Regions from separate parts of the Ovis aries genome. Here region 2 is linked to region 1. A link is a contact called in public Hi-C data. All regions are on one chromosome and are shown on one strand. Each heading gives the region's core, a stretch centred on a gene start, on an enhancer-like site or on the middle of the called end of the contact. The rest is flanking DNA. Distances are from core to core; before and after follow the strand shown.

What was found. A called contact is a pair of places that touch in the nucleus more often than the background predicts.
Region 2: a contact with region 1 is called in a Hi-C map of hypothalamus, with 4 times the contacts expected there. The contact joins two enhancer-like sites. A contact is called at or near these places in 2 of 16 Hi-C or Micro-C datasets (hypothalamus and tail adipose tissue).

What each region holds. Positions count from the first base shown.
Region 1 is chr17:58,047,343-58,052,400 of ARS-UI_Ramb_v3.0, forward strand. No RefSeq gene overlaps it. Among named protein-coding and RNA genes, the nearest start is that of TRNAW-CCA, 33 kb to the right of the region's middle. Within about 2 kb of position 2,844, at least 12 of the 54 cell types and tissues checked have an H3K27ac peak or open chromatin away from gene starts, as enhancers often do. A contact at or near this core is called in hypothalamus, where this site is marked.
Region 2 is chr17:58,301,745-58,306,802 of ARS-UI_Ramb_v3.0, forward strand. All of the region lies in intron 4 of SPRING1 (SREBF pathway regulator in golgi 1), which reads left to right. Among named protein-coding and RNA genes, the nearest start is that of SPRING1, 22 kb to the left of the region's middle. Within about 2 kb of position 2,562, at least 8 of the 54 cell types and tissues checked have an H3K27ac peak or open chromatin away from gene starts, as enhancers often do. A contact at or near this core is called in hypothalamus, where this site is marked.

The DNA.
Region 1 (5,058 bases), core at 1,594-4,093:
ATTTCTGCTGTACAGCAGAGTGATTCAGTTAGACATATAATACGTACATCCTTTTTGTATATTCCTTCCCACTATGGTTTATCCCAGGAGACTGGATGTAGTTCCCAGTGCCGTACTTTTGGATTTGCTTGTTTGGTGCTGAATTCCAGAAATGTTTTGACATTTTCAGGAGCAAAGCCCGAGGCCTCTGCTTCTTACCCTCCCCGTGCCAGCATTTGTGCGGGAGACTGGGATGTGATTGCCCCCACCCCTGACTCCAACATCCCTCCCCGCTCCTCCCGCTGCTGGGATCTGGTTGCCAGCAGAAGGAATTTAGAAAGACCTGCAGTCAGGAGAGCTGGTCCCATGTAAGTGCTAGTCAGCGCTCGTCCAGGACGGGCCTGCAGTGAGACACCCGCAGCCTGGCCGAAGTGCACACGCCCCTAGCCCCCGGCCCCTGCCGAGCCCTTTTCCGCCTAGCACGAATGCCAGGGGCCTGCGGAGTCGCTTAGCAGCAGGCCTGCTGGCATGGCCAGCGAGGGCTGAATTTTCTGGGATTCTCCCAGTGTGCTTCAGTCTTCTCGACAAAGGCAGTTCATGAACGTAGTGTTTTTGTAAATAACAGACCTTGCACCTGCCCAGCCTGCATCTGGGAGCGTAGCCACTGTGGGTACAGAGCGTACGTTTGCACTTGTTTAGACCACCAAGGGCTGGCTGGATGTCTTTGGAGCTTTGGCCACGGCTTACCTAAACTGCTAGTTTGAAAGGGATTTATTCACCCCGAGCCTGGTCCGTGCTGCCCAAGAGCATGATGACACCCCACTGTCACGGAGGGAGTCTGACTTCCTTCCACCACAAGGCGGGCCAGAGCCAGCCTGGGGCTCTCCTGCGGGCTCCCAGGGCACCGTGTGCATGAGGTGGTGTTTTCATTCATTTGGTCATCCAGGGAGTGATTGGGGTCGGCTGTTAGTTAGGGCAGACCCACTCCTAGGGAGGGCAGTTATTCCCTAGTCTGCTGGCCTTTGACTGGAAATAACGAGGGTCACTGCCCTGGGCACAAGTCTTTGGCTCCTGTGACAGGCTGGACCAGTGAGTGTGCTCAGGAGGGGCAGAGACCCCGAGTGAGTGTAGCTCTGCCCCTGTCTGAAGTGATGTGTCTGTTGATTTCTCAATTTGCCTGCTGTAGAACAAATGCCCTTGTTTTACAGCTTTTCTCTTATTGGGAATTATACTCATGACTAATCAATGCTAAATCAAATATTTGAAGTCAGTGCTCTGAGGGCCTCGGGCTGTGGGTGGAGGAGACGGAGCAGGGACGTGTCCACAGCGTGCAGGATGAGGGTGAGGTCACCTCTCCCCACGTTCTCCACCCACTTCCCAGGAATTGGGGTGAAGGCAGGATTAGTCCAGTGTTGCCATATGACCAAGGAGAAAATGTTACCAGAACTCTGCTTTTGGCTGTTAGAATACAGCAATTTGACACACACACGGCCATGTGGTAGGTTTACCAAAGGGCTGTGTAATGGAAATCTAATACGAGAAGCTCAAGGGGAACCTGCAGCCACGTTAGACATGAATTATGGATAAAGGAATGGAGTAAGATGGCAGGAACTTTCAGTTTTAGCTGAGCACCCTCTGAGGGAACAAGTTTTCGAGTTATGCCTAGACTTCAGCAGTTTATTTTCTGACCCCAGGGGTGGCTGGGGATGTTCTTTATGTGCTTTGCTAATGGGAAGCAGGTTCATGTGTGGATCTGATCCTTGTCACCGAGCAGGTGAACCCATCTCTGCTGCCTGGGGTTCACCAGGCTGAAGCTCAACCTCACAGCACAGTGACTTGCCGTAGGTTGATGGAGTTAAAAATACAAGTTGCCTTGCAAGCTGTCCTCCCCCACAGTGACCTTGGGAAGGCTCCCAAGGAGCTCCTCCTTGGGAGGAGCCGGGGCTTTCACCACCACCTCCCAGGGTGTCAGTATTGCCTTTGTCTCTGGGCTTCTCCAGAACCGGTGATCAATGCCAGGAGGGATTCAGTGGTTGGAGGAACTTGGCCCCTAGGACTGGGGGCTCTGATGGGCACGTGGTGGCTGCTCTTCCTCCTAACCCACTGGTGGACCAGGTCAGCAGGAACTGGGTTTCCTGTCTTTACCCCGGAAAAGCCCACGGGGCAGCGGTCAGGTGGGCGGATGCACTAAGGTGGATGGATGCGCCCAAGGAGCAGCTTGCAGCCTCCCTCTAGGAATCAAGGAGGGGGCGTTCGCGCTGGGCGAGGGGAGATTGGGACAGGCTCGGTTCTGGGTGTGGGGGAGCCTGCCCACCCATTCTAGGGGCAGAGAAGTTCCCTGGTGGAGCCTCTGCTTGGAAGCCTCCGCTCAGCAGCAGAGGCAGGGAGAGAGCAGGCTAGTGCCCACATGGCACCGGCTGGAGCCCAATGAGAGGGGGCCCTGCCACTGCCCACCCCAGGTAGCGCCATCCAAATTGCCCTGGGCCCTGCACAGCAGCCAGGGAGCCATCTGGCCTGACTGCGGGTGAGGTGGGCAGGTCCGTGTGGTTGGGAATCCGGGGCCTGGCGGCTGGCACCGCTCGCTCCCGGATGCCACAGCCGCTGTGCAGAGCGAAGGCCTGAGTAAGGGAAGGCCAGCAGCCCCCAGCTCTGCCCGTCCTGACCGGCCCCAGTAAGAGAAGGCTGCATCCCCACCAGGCCACTTCTCTCCAGTGGCGAGCAGGGCTGGTTCACTGTGCCCAGTGTTTGCCATCTGGATGCAGGGTGACACACTGTTCTCGCAAATGCAGAGAGTCCTGGCTCTGGAGGGTACGGAGGACTTGGACCAGAACTCCACTCTTGGGGACACTGCGTTTTCCTCGAATCAGCTGAACCCCCTCAGCCAGGGCAGGCTCTCCTTGCAGGGGAAGATGGGGCCCTGGGATGTGTCCTCAAGTGAATCACTCCCTGGGCAGCGCCATCTAGTGGCCGCAGCTGGAATCCTCGGGGAACTCGGGTTTCCCGTGGAGAATCTGACGAAGAGGCACCCTTCCTCCCAGAAAACGCCTTTATGCAGAGTTTCACACACTGTGTGTGGGTCTCCTGGATCCTGGGCTAGGAGCCCCTCTAACAGTGGTTCTGGGGGAAAACTCTTCAACATGCTACGTGAGACTTTTGGGGGGAGAAGGGACAGCTGGTAGAGTGGTGTGCTGGGGGCGCTGGTGCCACACACCTTGCCAGGGTGAATAATTTTGGCAATACACACACTTGAAAAATGTAGTATCAGAACACAGACATGTCATAAAGTGGAAAAAGCCAGACAAAGGTCCCTGGCGTTTGGCCCTCTGGCTCCCCCAGAGGGCTGTCCTGATCTTCAGGGAAGACCTGGGGCTGAGGCTGAAGGAGCAGAGCAGACTTCGGGTCAGTAAGCTAAGAACTCAGCCGGCAGAGGAGTTCCCACGAAACAGCCAGCGGGGACATAGGTGAGGTGGGGCGGGCAGGGGTGCACGTGGGCCCAGATTTCTTGAAGCCACTGGAGAGTGGTTGTTCACAAAGGAACTACAAACGTTTCCCCATCAGGGCGACTTCTTCCGGGACATAAGGTTTACTGCAAAAAAACGCTGACTGAGCTCGGCGTGCCTGGAGGTTATAGTCTGGGTCCAGGAAACTCTTCACAAAACCCAGGTGGTTTATGTTATCAACAGGCTAGGAAGGAAAAACCCCACGCTTGCTTTTTACCCTGGACCTGGCAGTGAATCAAAGTAGCTGAAAACTATTTTTATTTTCAGTAAAATTTTCTGGGTCTAATTTCTTTTGAACTCTTTCATTATCCTTAATTCCTGCAAAGCTAAGAGGGAGACTCTATCTGCAAAATGAACAGTGAAATCAGACTGCAAGGGGGCTGCTGCTTAAAGGAGAAGCTACTTTCCCCAGTGGTGAGACTCTGAGAGATGGGCACCACGCAGAGCAGTGTCACTCGGGGGTCACAGCAGTGAGATCAAGCACAATACATGCGTGATTCGCCAGCTGCAGGCCAGCTTCATCTGGGAAGTGATGGGGCTTTCTGAAGGGAAGCAGGAAACCCCACTGACACAGCTGCGCTCTCGGGAGGAGGGACGGGTCCCAGAGCCTCTCTCTCTCTCTCTCTCTGGCTCTGTCATCCTCTCTAGCTGGATGTGCATCTTTTATGATGAAGACCTTAATCTGAAAAAGAAAGCCTTCCACAACCCTCAGGACTCAAAAGTTCTAGGACTCCAGGTAATGGTGGGTTTCCCAACCATATGTCCATGCTTGTGAACAGCAGGAAGGCTGCACTTTGCTCTTGGATCAGTGTAGGCAAATTATCCCCACGCTGAAAATATACTTACTCTGTTTGATAGTCCCTTGGGCCTTCTTTTTTAAAATCTTTATCAACAGTTGTATATTTCATCTTTTAAAAAAACTGCTTTTGGCTTTAGGATCAACTTCACCATTTGTTGGTGTTCATGAGATTTCCCTGGTGGCTCAGATGGAAAAGAATCCGCCTGCAATTCAGGAGACCCTGGGCTGGGAAGATCCCCTGGAAAAGGGAATGGCAACCTACTCCAGTATTCTTGCCGGGAGAACCCCATGGACAGAGGAGCCTGGTGAGCTGCCCTCCATAGCGTAAAGAGTGGTCCCCGACTGAGCAACTAACGCTTAAACACTGGTTCACTGGTGCTTTTATCCTTGGCGCCTGCCTGCTGCTGGGGGTCACTAGGGCCTCTCTCGAGCGTTCTGGGGTGCCCGCTCAGTGCACTGGCTTCCTGCCTTGTCTTCCATTAAGTCGTAAGGTCTCCCTGCCCCATCCTGGCCTCACACCCCTGGGTCTGGATGGTCAGCGCTTCCACTGACCCCTTCCTGGTTTCGGTTTCTGTTTCCCTCTTGAAAAGCAAGTTCGATTCATGCTGCTTACAGCGGAAACCAACCCAATGTTGTAAAGCAGTTCTCCTCCAATTAAAAGTATAAAAACCCCAAGTTAATCCAGGAGCGCCTGGAGTTTCCAGGTCTTCGCTCTGCTTAGCACTCTGTTGATGTCTGATTGTAACCCGCTGGGACTGGGGGCCCTGGATTGGGCCTGTC
Region 2 (5,058 bases), core at 1,312-3,811, 250 kb after region 1:
TCCCTGTTTTCACTCAGTCACATGGCTGCGATGTTCTTCGTCTGGTTTGCTTTCACAGGTGGGAAGAGGAACAGGTGGCCCCCTCAGGCCTGAGTGGGGACCAGTGGGGGTCATCGTGTTCGTGCAGCTGGCTCCGTGTCCTGGTAGCCCCTCGCCACATACCTTCATGTGTACGACTCGGTTCACCCCTGCTGTAGAGCTGCAGTGGTGGACATTTTAAAAATAGAAGTACAGCCTTTAATATTATAAAGAAACAAAACATCTAGCCACTTAAAGCGAGTGGGTCCAACTGTCATTCAAACGTTTAAACGGGTCCTATATTGTTTCCCAGGACTGCAAGGTCAATGTCTTCAAGGGAACCAAAATCAAAACCACATCACTGCTATCAATGCATTTTATTTGTAAGTGGGTGCTTTCCTAGTTTTTGGTAGGGTCAGTAGTTCCTCCAGTCTTTGGACTTTTTAAATTCTTACATATTTTTATGGAGCATAGTGTAGGGAAGCTCTGGTCAGCTTGCATCTGGGTTATCAAAGTCAGAAATGTTTGCTAAATGAGAAAAAGTGGTATTGGCTATCAGTGAAATTCAAAATCTCAGTCTATGGTGGCCACATGTCCCTATTACTGAGGAGGAGTATGTGTGTTTATAAGTGTAACAGCAGTGTGTGAGCAGCATCCTAATTTTATTGACGAGAGCACAAACATTTAGTGGCCTTGAGTAAATTAACCTCTTCTGGCTTTGGTTTTGTCATTTGTCATAGGCAGGTGATTACTAAGATATCTTGCAGATCCAAAATTCTGATTTTTGTGCCAAAGATCCTGCCACATATAAAGCAAGACTAGAGCCCAGCAACTTGGTCCTTGGCTCTGATTCTCAGAGGGTAAGTGGAGACCAGCCATCTGGAGACTGTTTTCTTCAGACCAGGGCTTCCCCTTCTCTCTTGAAGATTTCAGCTGGGGCTCACCATTTTCTGCCTCTCTCCTCAAATATTAAATAGACACCATATTCTTCTCTGCTGGGACCAACTTATCATGTATTGCTGCTCTGCACCTGTGAAGACAGCTGCTGTGTTTTCCATCATAAAAACAGCTGCCTTTTGGCAAGGAGGCCCAGAATGTGCTTTGTAGCTGTACCTTAACACAGTGCTAAATTATTTAGATATGCTTAACCTGAGATGCTCAGAGCATCTTGGAATTCCTATTTAGGGCTTCTGTAGTTACTGCTCAGTAAAAGGTTTCCCTTTCATATCTTTTGTGATTACTAGGCAGAAATCTCAAAATATAGGAAATTACAAAGATATTAAATTATCAGATCCCCAGCACCCCCCAGAGATAACCACTAATTAAAGTTTTGATGTAAAGTTTTGCCTTTTTTTGTACATAAATGTATATTTTGTGTTAGTACGTAAATAAAGGTAGAATCTTGCTGTATAATATTTTAAAATAAACAGTTCCTATCGGGTTGGCTTAACTCAATTATAGCTAATTAATTTACAGAATGGGAAAAGTGTACATTTTAATTGTATCATCTGGGCCTCAACATAAAGTCAGGGTAGGGCTGAAAGCCCTTTTAGAACTGCACACAAATTTGGCATTGCCTTTCTACATCCCTTTTCTTTTATTTTTACACAGTAGGGAGACAAGTCTTTGTGTTCCTCACAAATAAATTACAGGCATCCTACCTCAGCCAGAGTTGACCCGCAGGAAGCATGAGGAGGTTGAAACCTGTCATGGCAGAACCCCACTTTCTTGAGAGAGCTGAGGAAAAAAGATGAGGGGAGCCCCACTCCGAATATCCCCAACTATGTCATTCATTTCAGTGAATCACTAAGTGCAGCAATCAAGGAAATTAAAAAAATAGAATTATAAAATGTCTGGGAGGGATACAGGGGGACCATCTTTCTGGATACCTGCTTCGGGAAAAGGATGAGGTGAGTTTAAAGCGGCCATGTTTTGTCAAGTTTGTGGTCCACGGGGATGGGTTTTGAGGGCAAGAGGGATGTCAGTTTCTAAAGATGTTCTAGATGCTCCATGGGTTGCTATTTGGAGCTGGCATCCTTTGTGCTTCCCTCCAGAGCCTCAAGAGGCCTGGAGTCCCCCGCACGTGCTGGACTCAGTTTCTCTGAGGAAGTTTTTGCCTGGGCAGCAATCCAGGGTGTGCTCTGAGAGTGTAAGCCCTGACACCCGTGCCCTTCCTAAGCTCTGCCTGCAGCCTGCTGCATGCCAGCTTGGAGGCCTGATATAAATGGTCTTGCAGCCGCTTAGCAGCCAGCCAGGCTCATTTATTTGACACAAATAAGCTCATTGACCTGATTTAACAGAGGGAGGAACTATGGAATCAAGTCCAATATGATCTTAAAGCCCTTTCTTTTCATCACAGTCTTTTCAGACCTTTAAGGATGACTGCCGAGTTAAACGATGCTCATGGGCACTCTGTCAAGGAAAAAAGGGGAAAGAGAAGCTGGAGAGATGGGAGGAAGGGGAGAGGAGAGAGCAGGAGGTGTTGGGGGCACAAACGCCAACAGTTGCTCTCTGTGCCACTTGGGGGCACCAGTTACTTAGGTTTTCTGTCCTCAGCATAGTCCTTGTTGGGAGACCGGGAGACCTGTGCCCACGTGGGCTCCCTCTCACTGAGACAATGAGGCTGTTCTGTAGACGAAGGACCATCTGGTGGTGAGGACAAACCAGGACTCTTTCCCAGAGCCCTGTCGACTTTGTGCACAGGGACTCAGGCATATCCTTTTGCAAAGAAAAGGAAATCTGCTGCTGGTGCCATTGAAGACCTCAGGCTTAACTCGGGGCCTATACCGTCCTCTTCTTCCTCCCCACCCATTTGCTGAGGTGAAATGGAGGATAGTCTCTTGATTGGTCCTACCTGGACAAAAAACATCTGGGAACTGCTTACAGTGTCCCATCCTGCATTGGCCCCATCGCGTTCACACGGCAGTGTCTCCTGAGGCAGGTGTTCTTTCTCATCTTCATTTTAGGAGCCAGGTTCTGACACGGGTTATATTTTTCTCCAGGTTATAGATGCCAGCTTCAGAGCCCCGGAAGGTGCACACGGGCCCAGTCCAGGCACTTTGTGATTGCAGCGACCGTCTTCCAATCATTTCTGGCGCTAAAGGCCTCTTATTTAATCTCAACAACCACACTTATGAAGTTGTAGGTCTTTTTATCCTCATTCTACAGAACTCAGAGATTAATTTCTTTGTCTGGGAAAACATCGTCTTAGTGGTTTAAACCAGGATAGTGATCGAACCCAATCTCTTTTTGCTCCAGGACCTTGACTTTTAGCCCCTGTGATGTAAGTGCCACTGTGGGCTGAGTGCTGAGAAGGAGGTCGAGATGGAGAAGGGGTTATTTGCTTTAAAGCTTGCTATTTGGCCTAGGATTTGGATCATCCTTGATTTAAGCAAAATGTTTCACCTTCTTGCTGCTGGTCCTGCCAGAAAGAGTGTTTGAAGAATGCACTGAAAGAGGATTTTAGCCTTTCAGCACAGCTCTGGTAACTTCCCTTTTCGCCCTGATCAGAGTCCTTATAATGGGCTGAACTGTCTCCTCCTACCCAAATCCATATACTGAATTCCCAACCCTCAGTGCGTTACAGTGTAACCTATTCAGATAAACTGCCTCTGAAGAGGTGATTAAGTTAAAATGAGGCTGTGAGGGTGGCTTCTAATCTACTAGGACTATGTCCTTATGAGAAGAGGGAGAGAAAGCCCTTAAAGAGGGCTTTAAGAAGGCCGCCATCTGCAATCTAAGAATGGCCTTGGGAGAAACAAACCTATTGACGCCTTGATCTCAGACTTCCCAGCCTCCAGGACTGCAGGAGAATAAATTCCTATCCTTTAAGCTCCCCAGTCTACGGCATTTTGTTAGGGAGGCCTGCGGTGACTGATAACAATCCTTGAAGGAAGTGATACTGAGTTACTATGCAAGCCCAAAGGATAGCATGGTGGGTAGCAACACTGAGCTGCACCGCTGGAGTCATCTTGGCGCCAGTGTGTTTCTTTTCTACGAAAGTGAACCTGAGAGCCTGCCCAAGGTTCCTTCCAGCCCTGGCCTTCAGGGGTTCTAGTTTTAGGGTCTAGCCTCAAGTCCTGAAAAGTGCTGCTTTAAACCTGTGATGTTAAACCAGAGGGGCATTTTGCCCCCCAGGGGACATAAGCCAATGTATAAAGACAGTTTTGGTTGTCATGACGTGTGTATGTCTGTGTGCCTCCAGCTGAGGCACACGCTCAAGTACCCTGCACAGCCCCCACCACAGAGGGTTGTCCACTGCTCAGTGTCAGCAGGGTCGAGGTGGAGAAACCCTGGGTTCAGCCTTGTTGCCCTGTGAATGGGGGTGACGAGGGATTGTCAGCTCCGGTCATTCATTCAGCGGGTACTCGCTTAGCACTTACTGTCTGCCTAGCTCTGTGCTAGGTAGTGCAGAGACCTAGAAGAGTCTCCTGGGATTTAAAGTCGGGTTGATCTTAAGCTTCTGGTTTTGGGAACATGGTATTAATACCTAAACATTCTTAGGTGATGATGTTACCATCCTCCTTAGGATAAACCGTCACTTTGGATTTCCAGAGAGCGTTTTTTGCTCAGACGGCCAAGCACCATTTATTGAATCCTGCCTCATTCACAGACTTACACTAGTATAGCTTTGTTGTTCAGTCGCTAAGTCATGTCAGACTCTCTGCGATCTCATGGACGGCAGCATGTCAGGCTTCCCTGTCAGCTTGGTTCTTTTTATAAAGGATTGGAGGAGGGACTTCCCTGGTGGTCCAATGGCTAAGACTCTGCTCCTAATGCAGGTGCCTGGGTTCGATCCCTGGTCGGGGAACTAAAACCCACATGCCGCAACCAAGAGTTTGCATGCCACAACTGAAGATCCCTCATGCCTCAACGAAGATCGAAGATGTTGTATGTCCCAACTAAGACCTGGCAGGGTGCAGCCAAGTAAATAAATAAAAGTAAATATGAAAAAAAAAACCAGACAAGATTTGAGGAAGCTATGTGCTGCTGCTAAGTTGTTTCAGTCGTGTCGAAGTCTGTGTGACCCCATAGATGGCA